Linked DNA regions of Zea mays: region 2 is linked to region 1. Evidence: chromatin contacts called from public Hi-C data. All regions are on one chromosome and are shown on one strand. The core of a region is the stretch at or near the end of the contact, and the rest is flanking DNA. Distances in the headings are between cores, read along the strand shown.

Region 1 (6,668 bases), core at 2,264-4,763:
ATATAACATGTTTTGCGTAGGATAAGAAAAAACTTAATCAAACTAAGCAGAACCAAGCATCTTCCTTTGAGTAAATTCTGTTGACGCAATGTGACTTCACAAAAACAACAATAAGCTGATTAGAATGCCAGTTATTTGTAGTACAGAGTTACTACAGATACCCCAAAAGAAAAGGAAACTAAGGATTCCAAAGCACCGTACCCAATTAAGAAACTTGAACAAATGTGCTTCACAAAGAGCTCTTGAGAATATAAGAACTGCAAGAGTCACTTACAATGTCTCTGTTGTTTCCTCGTCAGCACTGTCTTGGTGAATGAGAGACTGGTCGCTCCAGCTTGAATCCTAGGGAAAATTCAGAAGAATTGTAAGAACAAAAAAAATCCTTCATGTGAACATGAAAAAGAGTAAAGTGTATGGTCTAGGTCTAGCACAAAATCAGATCCACCTTGAACTCCTTTGCCCTACGAGAATCCTTAAACTTCTTCTTATCCTTTGATTTTTCATGGGATTGTTTCATATCACCCCCTTTGCTTGCATTCTTCTTAGCATCCAAAGCAAGTTCAGCCAAGAAGGCTTCCCTTGCAGCATCAGATCTCTCTCTCGCATCCTTATCCACCAGCTCTTCCAAATGGCTCTACATTGCATACCATAACGACAGTTAAGCAATGAACAAAAACATAAGGTGCTGACATATAAAAAAAAGCAAAACAGTGTGCTGGAACAAAACTTGTGATGATGTATACATACCTGCAAGAACGACCTCATAAGGGGTAAAAGAATCATTCGATAATCAAGAGCAGAAACAGGTCCAAGCTTGTGCTCTAGTTGCCGCATCACAGATAAAGTTCGCATAATCTTAGCATCTATCTTGCTAATCTGCAAGCAAAAAAAGTTATGGAACATATATTATAAATGCATTTTGAAGGTTTTATGTAACTCCTGCAGTGAACAGAATCCAGAAAAACTAACCTCCATAGTAACATGTTCCTTCATCTTTGATACAACCATGTGTACCATTGAATCATTTGGATGTATAAAATCATGCAGCCTCCATTCATCTTCTTCGCCCCCATCGAAGTCAGAAAAGCGTGGGGCCATGCCAGTAAGGGCCTCATCATAACCAAAGTGTGATGTGTGAAGTTCCTTCAAAATAGCTGAGATTGCATCTATCTCAGATCTGTTACTGTCGGACTGCTCCTCAGTGTTGTGTTCCAAAAACTCCTGCCGCTTCCTGAGGAGCTCCTCGAAAGTTTGGAATCCATACCGTCCCACCTGCTCCCTTCGTGTTTGCTCTTCACAAAAGAGGCCCTCCACAGAAGTAAAGGCATCCTCATTTCTCAGCTGTTCAAGTTTCCGTTCACATGAGTTTTGCAGGTTGTTGAACTCCCTCCCAAGTGCTCGAATAAGGTCGACGCACTGATTTGACCTTTCGTCGATCATACGATTCCAGGCCAATAGCTGCTCACCAATTGAAGATCCGGCGTACAGCCATGAAAGCAATGCATCAGTATCAACACTCTCGGAATCAAACTTTCCGCCGAAGGTGTGCCCATCAATGATCAGTTCTGATGAATCAGAATTAAGGGTAACCTTCTCTAGTACATCGTGGTTTTGGATGAAACTATCCCCGTCACCTAATCCTTCAGCCTTCTGTAAGTTCCTATTAAGTCCAGAAGCCTGCATTAAGTCCTGCAAGAAATTATCTACTTTCTGCAGTGATGATGCCTCCAAGAAGCGAATGCAAAGTGGCGACTCGTCCAAAGAGTGATTAAGCAGTAGTGACCCAGATGGCAACCCCCTGAGTTCCTCTACAGCAAATCGAATCACCCTGTTTAGATTGTGCACTGAAAGATTATGGTTCTTCACAAGGATTTTGAACGATGAATGGATTCTTTCTAAAATCTTGGCCCTTTCGTCATCATCTGAGAATGGCCACTTGGTGTCACCTTCCCTCACCACCACTCCAAAACCGCTAGACTCCTCGTTGTGTGACCAGGCTGAGGATTCTGACATGTCCATGGCTTTGTTACTCCAACTATCTAACGAATTCGATTCATCCTCCCTATCTGGTCCAAGGTTGTTGTGTTGATCTTCCTCAAAAAGTTTCAGTGCGGCAGTAGCATCCAATGGCCTCCAGTTGCAACCACTGAGCATTTCTGCCCAGTCAGCATCAATCTCCTGCGGAACCATTTCCTGCAGCTCGGATGAGAGTAGCCCAACATGCTCAACCATGACATGCCACCGGTGTGCCTCCACATGTGTAAACTGCTCCCGACACCTACCACATACCATGAACTCCCACTTGTCATGCTTGTTGGCAAATTGTATCACCTCATTGAGCACATCAGATGCTGCACTGGCAGCATCTTTCTCCTTGTGCATTGCAGAAGCATAGTGTGACTTGAGCTCAGAAATGCTAGTGTTTAAGAATGCAAGCCTTTGCTCCACTGGTATCGAGCCCCAGTAGGCACGCACCTGGTCAGTGCGCTCAGACGCGGATGAGCCTGTTGCTTTCCTAGACCCACCTTTTCTCCGGTCAGCTCGATGTCCGCCCACCGATGACTCAGACGATGAGGGGGCATCATCTCCATGTGACCGGGAAGAGGCAGGGGTAGCAGACACAACATCATTGCTCTGCTCCTTCTGCTGCTGCAGCAGCCTCATGGCAGCCAGGCGTACCTCGATCTCCTGGCGGCGCTCCTCGGTGGTCTTGGTCGCCTTCTTGATCTCGTTTGGGCGGCGCGGGGAGGGCGCCGTGGGGACAAGCCGGGCCTCCATTGGCTCGTCCGCTAGACGGCGCACAGGGATGAGGCGAAGCTTGTCGTCCCCCGCGCCGCCCATGTTTTTGACCCAAGAGGAGATGGAGGCGAGGTTGGCCTTCTGGATCAAGTTGCGGAGCTCGGACTGGACCTGGTCGACGTCGGGGCCGGGCAACCTGAGGGAGTGGGGCGCGGGGTCGGAGGGGGCCTCGATGCTGAGGCCGCGCTCGCACTCAGCGACGACCTCATCGTAGGCGCGGGAGTCGGTGGCAGCGTCGAAGAGCAGCATGGCGTGGAAGTGGGCCAGCTCGATGGAGTCCGGCGCGAGCTGGACGGCGCGCTGGGCCGCCTGGAGCGCTGTACGCTGGTGGCGCGCGCGGCTGGCGTGGTCGTCGAGGACGGAGGCGGCGCGAGCGTGGACGGTGCCGTGCGCCCGCAGGAGCAGCGGTGAGGCCTCCCCGTGGCGGGCGATGGCGTCCCTCGTGAGGCGCTGCGCACGCGCGTGGCTGCCCCGCTGCAGGCACGCAAGCGCTTTGTCGACCTCGGCGCGCACGGCGGCATCTTCCCTGCCGATGCCGGCTGGCTTCTCCGCCGCCGCCGGCGACCGGCGGGAGGCGTCCAGCGGTGGCGGAGTAGGGTTTGGTGCGGAGGTTCGCTTCTTCCGGCCCATGGGAATGAGATTTGGGGGCGAACCGGAGCGCCGCGCGGATACCCCATAAAACAAGACGCGCAGCCAGCCGGACTGGAGTGCCGCCGCGGTGGGTCCAGGTCTGGGTCTCTACACCTAACACGAGCGAGAGCGAGAGCGAGAGCGAGCGTGCGCTAGACGATCCGATGCGGACCGCGAGGTCGGATCGATACGAGATACGGTACACGTACACCGGCCATCCGTTCAGGACTTCAGCCAGGCTCCATGGGCCACGTTTTGTTTTTCTTTTGGGCTTTGGTTTCTGGTTCACTGTCACCTCACCGTCGTCGAGCGTCACCTGTGATGCCACAACAGGTTCTCACATGCGACACTGTGGAGTACTCCGTCAAGAAAAGTCTACACACTCTCTCGCAAAACAAGTGTTCATCGCTCATTTCGTATGAGTCAAATGAGTTCGAGGTTGGCTAGATTTATAAAAATAGTATTGGTATTTTTATCTCAAAAAAATATTATAAAGCTAAATGGCACAAAGCTTCAATACAACATTTTCTAAGGGCTAGTTTAGGAACCTCATTTTCTAAGGGATTAATGAACTAATTTCTCTTGAAAAAATGGGGTTCTCAAACTAGCCCTAAGAGTAAAAAATCCATAGCGCATTGTTGTCCTAACCATTTCAACTATTGTTATGTTTTTTTCTTTAAACAATATCATTTTGTTGAGATACTCTAGTTGATGAGAATTGATGTGCAATAGCTTTTCCAGCACACAAGTGATCAAAATAAGAATTTTTAAACCCAATCATGTTATCACTTCTAATAGCTCTAAGAGATCATGTGAGATCAATAGATAATGTAAGAACAAGACTTTTGGAATGACCTAAAGGCTAAAGCCTCATCTTTAGATGCCGTAAAGAAAACCCGAGTAAATCTAGAGTAATCTTCAACGTGCCATATATCTCAAGAAGTTTGGACACGTGAAGGTCAACTATGTCAATATGTAAAAGATGCCCTAGAGTGTTTTTCATTTATCCCTGCAGGCATCTTACCATGTGCACATGAAGAGCATACTAAATCACTATCACCCTTAAGCCTAGGCAAACCACATATAAGATCTAAACCACTAACACGAGTTAGATGATCAAAACCAACGTGACCAAGTCTACGGTGACAAACTAATAAATCTTTAGAGCCATTGGCAACTAGATACTTATGCTTAGAAGAACATGATCAGAGTCAGCTTTAGAAACCCTTCCAAAACATGCAATGTTTTTAAAAATCATCTAGAACATCTAACACTTGTCAGCGCCAGCCTTCGCTCGCGCACCCTCGCTCCCTCTCTCCCTCTGCTCGGTGGGGCCATCCTGTCGGCGCCGCATCTCGCTCTCTCTCGCGCGCGCTCTCCCTCTGTCTGATGGGTCTGCCCTGTCAGCGCTGACCGTCCATTCGTGAGTACTCCCTTGCTGGCCCGCGGACCCCACTCGTCAGCCACCTCCGCTTCCCTAACCTCTCGTCCGCACACCACGCCGTGGATGCATCCACGTCGCGTGTTTCCTGGCCACCTCCCCACACGCCCGACCTCCTTTTTGAGCCTGCACCCCACTCACTCACTCCCCTCGCCCAGTAGCGCCCCTCTATAGAGCTCTCGCACGTTGCGCGCCCGTGGAGCACCATCGTCATCCGCCGCGACCTCAGGATCGTTCTGCGTCCACCGTCGAGCCTCGGCCGTGTCCGTTGTCCCGGTGAGCTCCGCCTCCTCGCTAGCAACCCAAGACACCCTTTGGTTTGCCCCTACCCCCTCTATTCTCCCCTGCTCACGCTCACTTGAATCCTCGTCATGCAGTCGTGTCGTCGCCGCCGTCGACCAGGGCCCCCGTTGTGTTTTCGTCGTCGCTCAAGCGCTCCAGAGCCGTCTCTCGAGGTAACTCACCTCCCTAGGCCCCTAATTTCCCATTTCCTGCCTTGTTGCTCACACAATAGCTCGCCGGAGTAGGCTAGCACCGCTGTTAAGGCCACTCCACCGCAGACTGGTACCCTCCGATGCCTCTACGCCGGTGTCGTGCCCACGACCGAGTCCGCTGTGTCACCCCGAACCCACTTGAGCCCTTTCCAGCACCCTGGGACCCCGGCGTGGTCGCGCCCTCGCCTCTAGCAAAACTCTGCCGCAGGATCGGGCGGTGCCGCCGCTGGCAGCCAATGAGACCCTGCCAAGGCTTGCCGCGGGATCTCAAGCGTCCATCTGAAATCAAGCGGCCCAGAGTTAATTAGAGCAGACATAATCCTACCCATCCGATTCAGATCTGGTCGCTTACCCGCGCCCTGTAGTTGGGCCCGACCAGTTAGGCCGCCTCATCCCCAAGCCGCTGACAACCCTGGCCCGCCTGTCAGCGCTCGTCCGCGCATCCGCGCGCTCGCTCAAGCTCAGATTTGATCTCAGCCGTAGATCTGTGATCAAACGGCTGAGAATACCATGTACCCCTTCGCGTGGTCTTTTTGTTAAATAGACCCTCCACTTTTTAGAAATCAACCTGCCGTCCCTGGTTTTCGCGCGCATGCACTGAGTTTTTTTGTAGAAAAGCCCCTAACCTTTATTTCTATCACAGAAATAGGCCTAATGTTGTATTTTGAATTCCAAAACTTGTTTATTTCATATCGTTTGCATATGAACTCCAAATTGGGTAGTTCAAATTGTAGAATGTTCATAAAATTATTCTCTACCCGTTTGAATTATAATCTTTCATTGTCTGCATGTATTAGTTTTATGTCTAGGCTATAAGTGCATGTAAACTAATGGTTTATTTATTAAAAAGGGAAAACACTAATGACAATTAAGTGATTAACTTTGTGGAAGTCATCTCATGTAATATATGATCCCATCTCTGGAATAATTTTAATTTGGTAATTAGTTCATTAAGATAAATGAGATTAAGTTATGTAATCCACTGAGATAAGCAGTACTTAGAGAACCACAAACCCCTAAGCATATTTGTTTACCCTAGAATCTAGAGTTCACCTTGGTGTTTGTTTTATTCTATGGGACTTGTGTTCGCTTGATTGCATATGTTTGGTGTACTGTTCCTTTGTCATTTCCCAAATGTGTTGAATGCATGATTGCTTTGCGTAGACAACGAGCGGTCTGTGGTTCCTAAGTGTGTTGCCGGAGACTTCCCTGAGCAACAACCTAGTGAAGGCAAGTGTCCTCTAACCCATTATGTTCTACTTACTTTATAATTCACTGTCCCGCATTACTTAATTGAAACCTAA
Region 2 (6,463 bases), core at 1,173-3,672, 180 kb after region 1:
TCTATGTAAAAGATTTTATATTTGTGTATCTAAAATTTTTGCGAACAAAACTAGACCACACATGCTATGTAATATTTGAAGATTTATTTATATACTCTTCTCTAATACATATATCGGTACAACTAACCAAAAAATCTGTATCTAGTCTATATATTGAGTCTGTGAAAGGCTGAAAGCAACCAAATAAATATATCTTGCATAAGCTCAACCTGATGCTACTTATTCTGGCTCCATTTAGCCATCCTGTTAGACTGATACGGCAACCAATACGTATAGTGAAATTGTTAGACTGATACGGCAACCAATCAGACGTATAGTGAAATTGCATCCTGTTAGACTGACACGGCAACCAACCAGATATATAGTGAAAATTTGAATATGAGCATAGAGATGAGTATACTGGTGAAAATAGCTTTACAAACGCACGTACTACACGACTGCGACATGCGTCCGATCCATGCAAAATATCCACAGATGCATATAAGAAGCGTATATACAGTTATACACACACTTGCACGCTTTAAATACCTTGCTGCTGATGCTATGCTACTGCACACTGTCTCCGATCCACAGATTCACAGGGGCACACACACACACGCGCGCTTTACCTTTCTGCTGCTGCTACTGCTATCGCCACGGAGTTGGTCCAAAAGGTTGAGCTGGACAGGAGTCGATCAAATAATAATGGAAGCAGATCCTCTGCGTCCGGTCACTGACATGTGGGTCTGGATCAGCTCAGACCTACCTACCTACCTATCTGCAGACTGCAGTTAGGTCCAGAGGATCCGCGCTCGCTCAAACGATATATGCATGGAGCTCGATCGAAAGATGATGATGCTGCTGCTAATCTATATCAGCCATCTGCTATTCTGCTCGCGAGATCTCCTCAAAGACCGGCAGCCTCCTGCTCTTCTTCCGGTACGGCACCGCCACGTCGAGCAAAGCCAGCATCTGGTTCTCGACCCAGTCATCGTCGTCGCTCTCGCTCCCGCTCCCGCTCTTATCCGCCGGGCGTCGTCGTCCGTCACCGCCGCCACCGCCCGGCCACGTCGTATGCGCCATGATCCGGGCCAGCAGCTCCTCCACTTTCCGGACGATCTTGCCGTCCTGCTGGTCGCGGGCCTGCAGGTACCTCCCGGCGAGCACGTCGGCGAGGACGAGCTCGGCGTCGGCGAGCCGGGCCTGCTCGATGAGGCAGAGGGCGAGGTTGCACGCCTTGTTGGCGTCCGGGTCGATCATCTGCGCCTTCCGGTACACCACCTCCGCCGCCATGAAGTTGCGCTGCTGCATGTACGCCCACGCGAGGTTGCCCTGCATTGCATGCATGTCCGGCGAAGCTTATTAGCTATGCCACGCACTGGACGTGTGGACTCTGGAACAGGCTGGGGTCTGGGGACCGCCGCATGCACACGCACCAGGACGCGCGATGTCTCTTGCTTGACGGAGACGTGGATCTTGCGGCCGTGCGAGCGGGCGCGCTTGGTGGTCCTGCCATGGAACGCCTCGCCGAGGTAGATCTTGCGGAGCTTCTGCTTGAGCAGCTCGATCTCCTCCTTGGTCCGCCCGCTGGCCTTGTAGAGGTCCAGGAGGATGTTGTCCAGCGGCTCCTGGGACTGCTTCGGGCACAGGTGCCGCAGCGACCTGATGGCGTCGATGGCCTCCGCCAGGTACCCGCGCTGCTTCATCACCACCGCCATGTCCTTGAGCGCGCTGTCCAACTTGTCGCCCGCGCTGATCGCCTTCCAGAACCACGCGATCGACGCGTCCAGGTCCTTCTCCACCAGCTTAATTATTCGATCATCACAGCAACGGTATTAATAATAAATAATTTAAAAGTTCATTTCAATCAGATCACTCCGTTCCAAATTATTGTGAGTCGTTTTGCCTTTTTCTCTCTCTCTAGATCACTAGTAAATAAATGATGTTGCTAAATTTTACTCGGTAATAGAAAATTCAGAAATGCCTATAGATCTCAAGCTAATACTGTTAGTAATTGTGATTATTTGTGTGAAATTAACTTAATCACCAGATTATACAGATCTAACCAATAATGAGACCTAGAATCAAGCTAGAACAACCATCCGTCGACAGCAAAAAAATAAAAAAATAAAAAAACAGTTATGAGCATGCTGAGCTAACAGCTAATGATTGGTAATCTAGATCCTAATTGATGGAGGCTTTTACCTGGAAGTGCTTGGCCCTCGCGTAAGGCCCGTCGCCGGGCGGGATCTTGTGCGCGACGTGCGGCGAGGTCGGGCTCGCCGGCTGAGCCACCGCTGCCATGGCGACAAGTTGATGATTATCCATGCCTCTTCCTACTAGCTCCTCCTCCGGCTATCTAGCTCTAGCTAGAGCTAATGCTGAACCTTCTCCCGGATCGATGCTTCATCACCAAAGACGTACGGTCAGACGAGACGGCGAGGAGGCGGACCTGTCCCTGTTTATAATAACCCGCTGCAGCGTGTTATCCAAGTGCCCCACCAGACTGCCCGGGCAGCGCACGAGACCGGGAAGCCGTCCAGGTTCAGTCAGTGTGGTCGGGCCGGGGCATGCATACCTGGGCAAGTTCATCTGGACGTGTCCTGTAGCTGGTTGCCCCGACTGGCCCCCTGATGATAAGTGATAAGAACCGACCGCTTCGCGGCTTCGCGTCACGTAAAAGATGGACGTGGCACTCGGCTACTGGTGACTGGAGTGGAGCGAGAGTGATCCGTCCAGGCTCGTCAATCAGCTTCCTGCGTGCGTGACTGCGCCCACCCTCAGACAGCTCACACCAAAAGTTCATACTGCATAAGACGCCTACACCAAACAAAGTTTTAGTGTTTAAGGTAAAGTAGGTATTAATAAACAGGAAAAAAAAGAGGAACAAACAAATTGGTTTCTGTTCTATTTTACATGCATAAGACGCCTACACCAAACCATACTCGAGTCTCATGCCCCAAGGTTGACGTAAATACACCACCGAACCCCACGGTCCAGCAGCACTTATGTAGCTTGATAGTGTTCATCATTGTTAACTCTGTTAGGATATAATCTTAAATTCTAAGCTTGAGCATGCTTCTTACAATTAGCAAAGAGGACCAACCATTTAGGTGTCTCAATCATGCTAGATCGACTAAACAAAATAGAGTGCCAAGTCAAACTACTCGTGCTGATGGTCAGGTAGTCATGACTATATGCATAAACCATACTGGTAATTTAGAAAGCAATCACTTTTCAGTTCTAAAGCCAAATAACCAAAACAAGGCATATTACAGAGTCCCAAATCATCAAATGTTGTTCCCAAAATCAGCCACTTTTCATTTTTGTAATCAGCAAACAACAACACAGATATAAAATGAAACACATAAAGTAGACGGAAGTAAGAGGCAGTATACAATCTTGAAGTCTTCATTCTGAAATCTGAACTTCATGTATCTTCACTCTGATGAAGTAAAGAACAATGGTACAGAGGTGCAGACACTTCTCAATTAGGACTAAACTTGTCCTTTAAAGGCCAAAACCACTTTTAAATCCCATAATCCACAAGTGGCTACTCTAATGCATGATGCAATTTAAAACTGACTAAAAGGAGTAACAACTGCAGCCAAAAGCATAAATCTTCTTCGTTAAATCACATGTTGAGTCACCACTGTGGAAGCAAGTCAAGAAAAATAATAATAAATGGACAGCACATGGATACTCAAGAGCCTCATTGAGTCGGTACTGTTCATGTTGGCACCTGCTTGTGCTTGAGCAGGAAAATTCAGGCTTGAAAAATAGGCAGTTACCATCTGGGCTATGAACCATCAGATGCAATTTGGTGCATGACTAGAATGTTGAATCAACAGACTCGTGATGAATGATTTCACAAAGTTGGTACAGAAAGAAGCAATCAAATAGATGCTGCCATGTTAGATAAATTCCAAAGCACCAAGTACATTTCCTCCTTATAATGATATGAGCAACCTCCCTTCACAAACTCATGTATTTCTCCATCCACTTCAATCACACTCCGTCCAATATCCTTTCTCATCCCCTCATCACATATCATTTTCCTAATCCTCAAAACATCACCCCACATTGCTTCATCAGCATATATATTTGATAGAAAAACAGACTCCAGAATCAGCTCCAAGATTTGCAAGACGTTCCATTTATAACTCAGCCAGCTCAACGCAAATGTCCAGCACGGCCAAGTAGATCAACCAATTCTACCTCGGGATCTATCCCAAAATCATTTTTCATTCTGTGAAATATTTCTAAACCCTCTGAGATCAAGCCAGCATGTGTGCAAGCAATCAGAATGACAAGTACACTAAGATCGTCCACTGCAACCTTTTCTGCCTCCACTCGATGAAACAGCATGACAGCATCCAGACCATAACCATGAGTTGCAAGTCCAACGACATCCAGACCACATCATCAGATAGCACTTCTCCAAGCAAGAGTGAAGCCATCTTACTTGCTCCAAAGCGCCCAGCTGAGCACTAGCACTGACAGCCCCCACGGCAACGACCTTATCAGGCCTTACGCCACACCCCGGCATACTCTGAAAATACTCCAAAGCCTCCTTGGCTTCCTCACACCTGAATGCCCATCAACAAAAATGTTTCTAAGATCACATTCCGTGTAAACGTCGATCAAGGACCCCCAAGAGAACGTGTCTTTCTGCGGCATTTCGTCGAACAGCTCCTGCGCGAGCCTCATCTCCCCTTCCCGAAGAACCCAGCGACCATGGAGTTCCATGAGACGTTGCCCGCCTTGTCGAACACAATCCTCCCCTAGTGGCAATCCAGGATCCTGCATTAGAAGTTGATGAGCGTGTTCACCGTGAAGAGGTCCGCGCCCAGCCCTCTCTCCTCACGGCCTCGGCGTGAACCAGGAGTCCGGCGCGGCCACAGGCCTTGAGGACAGTGAGGAACGTTGTAGGCGCCCGGCCGCACGTCGCAATAGCGCATCCACGCAAAGTAGAGCAGCGCGATGCGGGGGCGTGGAGGCGGACGGACGTGTTCCAGGGGAATCGGTCGCGGGCGGCGGGATCCGGGGGGCGCGCGAAGACGGCGTCCGCGAGCGTGGCGACACCGGGATGGACGCGAGGGCGAGGAGGAAGCGGTTGGAGAGCCATAACGGGGAGGCGGAGAGGTGGCCTGACTGCCCGAGGAACGCGTGAGGCTGGAGGCGAGAGAGGAGCATCTGCAGGGCGACCGGGGGAGGCCGCATCAATCAGGCATCGCCACTTCAAACTCTGAAGGCTTGCTATTGATGGGCCTTGGCGAGCACATTTTCACAGCGGCCCGCTACGAAATAGCGCGCGCCGTGGTTCCGTGTGCGTGGAGCGCGTCTAGGTTTAGTCCCACCCCGGAGGCAATGGACGAGCGGAGCCAGAGGAACGCTATAAAAGAAGACCCTGGTGGCTAGTGCAATTCATACCTTTCTCGGCCTTTTGGCTAAGATCAAGTGTAGTATCTGTTCTTATCAGTTTAATATCTGATATGTGAACTATGTGTTCACTTCGATATTAAATTTATTTTTTGTGGGGGAGGGTCCGTATAGTAGCTTGCTACTTGGTCCTCGTGTGTCGCTCGGGCGTTGCACTTCTGCCCGAGCCAGGCGCATCCCAACCAGTTCAAATCAAATTTCGTGTTCTCTGCTTAAACGGCTTACAGTAGTTTGTTTTCAGTTTATTTTGATTGCGGAATCTTGTTGTATTACCGGTTAAGATGATTTTTATCTTGTATATGTCCACAGACCAGTAATCAGATAAATCTATATTGAACAGAAAAGTGACTTCCACGCACCTCAACACTTGACCGTCCCAAACTAAATCCGTACCTCAACATCAGACCCTTGCTTTGCTTGAGATCATCGAAACTAAGCCGTTTTAGAGTTAAAAACCTGTGATTATCAGTAACCGGTTTTCTATTTTTAAATCTAAAAACAATTTTCAGGTTTCTCAGCTGGTTTTGGCGTTTTCGACTGATTTTCTTCGCTGATTCTTGATGGTTTTTGGAATTTAAGTTTTCGGTCGAGAAAATCGTTGATTCTTGATGGTTTTCCGAATTTTCGGACCGGAAATCGGCTTTTGCCGGTTTTCAAATTCAATTAAATTGGTTTCACGACGAGGAATCACTATTTTCACCATTAACTAGTTTCTATTTTCTATTTTTAAAATTTAAAAAACAAATCGATGCATAACTAATACCGATCCCGATCCGATAACGACAAACTAGATCGGTTTTTGCCCATTTTCGATGTTTTTGTAGTCCTTGTTTTGAGCCACCTGCCCTTGCGTTACCTTGAGCATGGTTAGGAGCTTGTTCATTTTCACGACAATGATGGGGTTAGGAACATTGTCAAATCGTGTGTGGCCATAAAAAATACTCATATCATTGGTGTTGCAACCCACCCTGATAGAGTGAGTGCCTACTTTACCATAATCTCGCAACACACAATAGCTAGGCAGAAAAGCCCATGACAGTAG

What was found. A called contact is a pair of places that touch in the nucleus more often than the background predicts.
Region 2: a Hi-C map of endosperm shows a contact between it and region 1, with 4 times the contacts expected there. The contact joins the promoter of LOC100284905 here to the promoter of LOC100274180 in region 1. A contact is called at or near these places in 7 of 25 Hi-C or Micro-C datasets (bundle sheath, ear, endosperm and 3 more) and 1 of 3 datasets of contacts at active chromatin or transcription factors (leaf).

What each region holds. Positions count from the first base shown.
Region 1 is chr1:13,921,958-13,928,625 of Zm-B73-REFERENCE-NAM-5.0, forward strand. LOC100274180 (Ubiquitin carboxyl-terminal hydrolase-related protein) reads right to left here and starts at 3,514. Exons shown (of 13, transcript NM_001360559.1): 1 at 970-3,514; 2 at 748-876; 3 at 446-634; 4 at 275-342. The coding sequence starts at 3,429.
Region 2 is chr1:14,102,156-14,108,618 of Zm-B73-REFERENCE-NAM-5.0, forward strand. It overlaps LOC100284905, which reads right to left and starts at 2,423. Exons shown (of 3, transcript NM_001157800.2): 1 at 2,185-2,423; 2 at 1,416-1,784; 3 at 346-1,311. The coding sequence starts at 2,307. The coding sequence ends at 865. It overlaps LOC111590682 (U2 spliceosomal RNA), which reads left to right and starts at 5,409; the gene lies at 5,409-5,603. It also overlaps the pseudogene LOC109942743.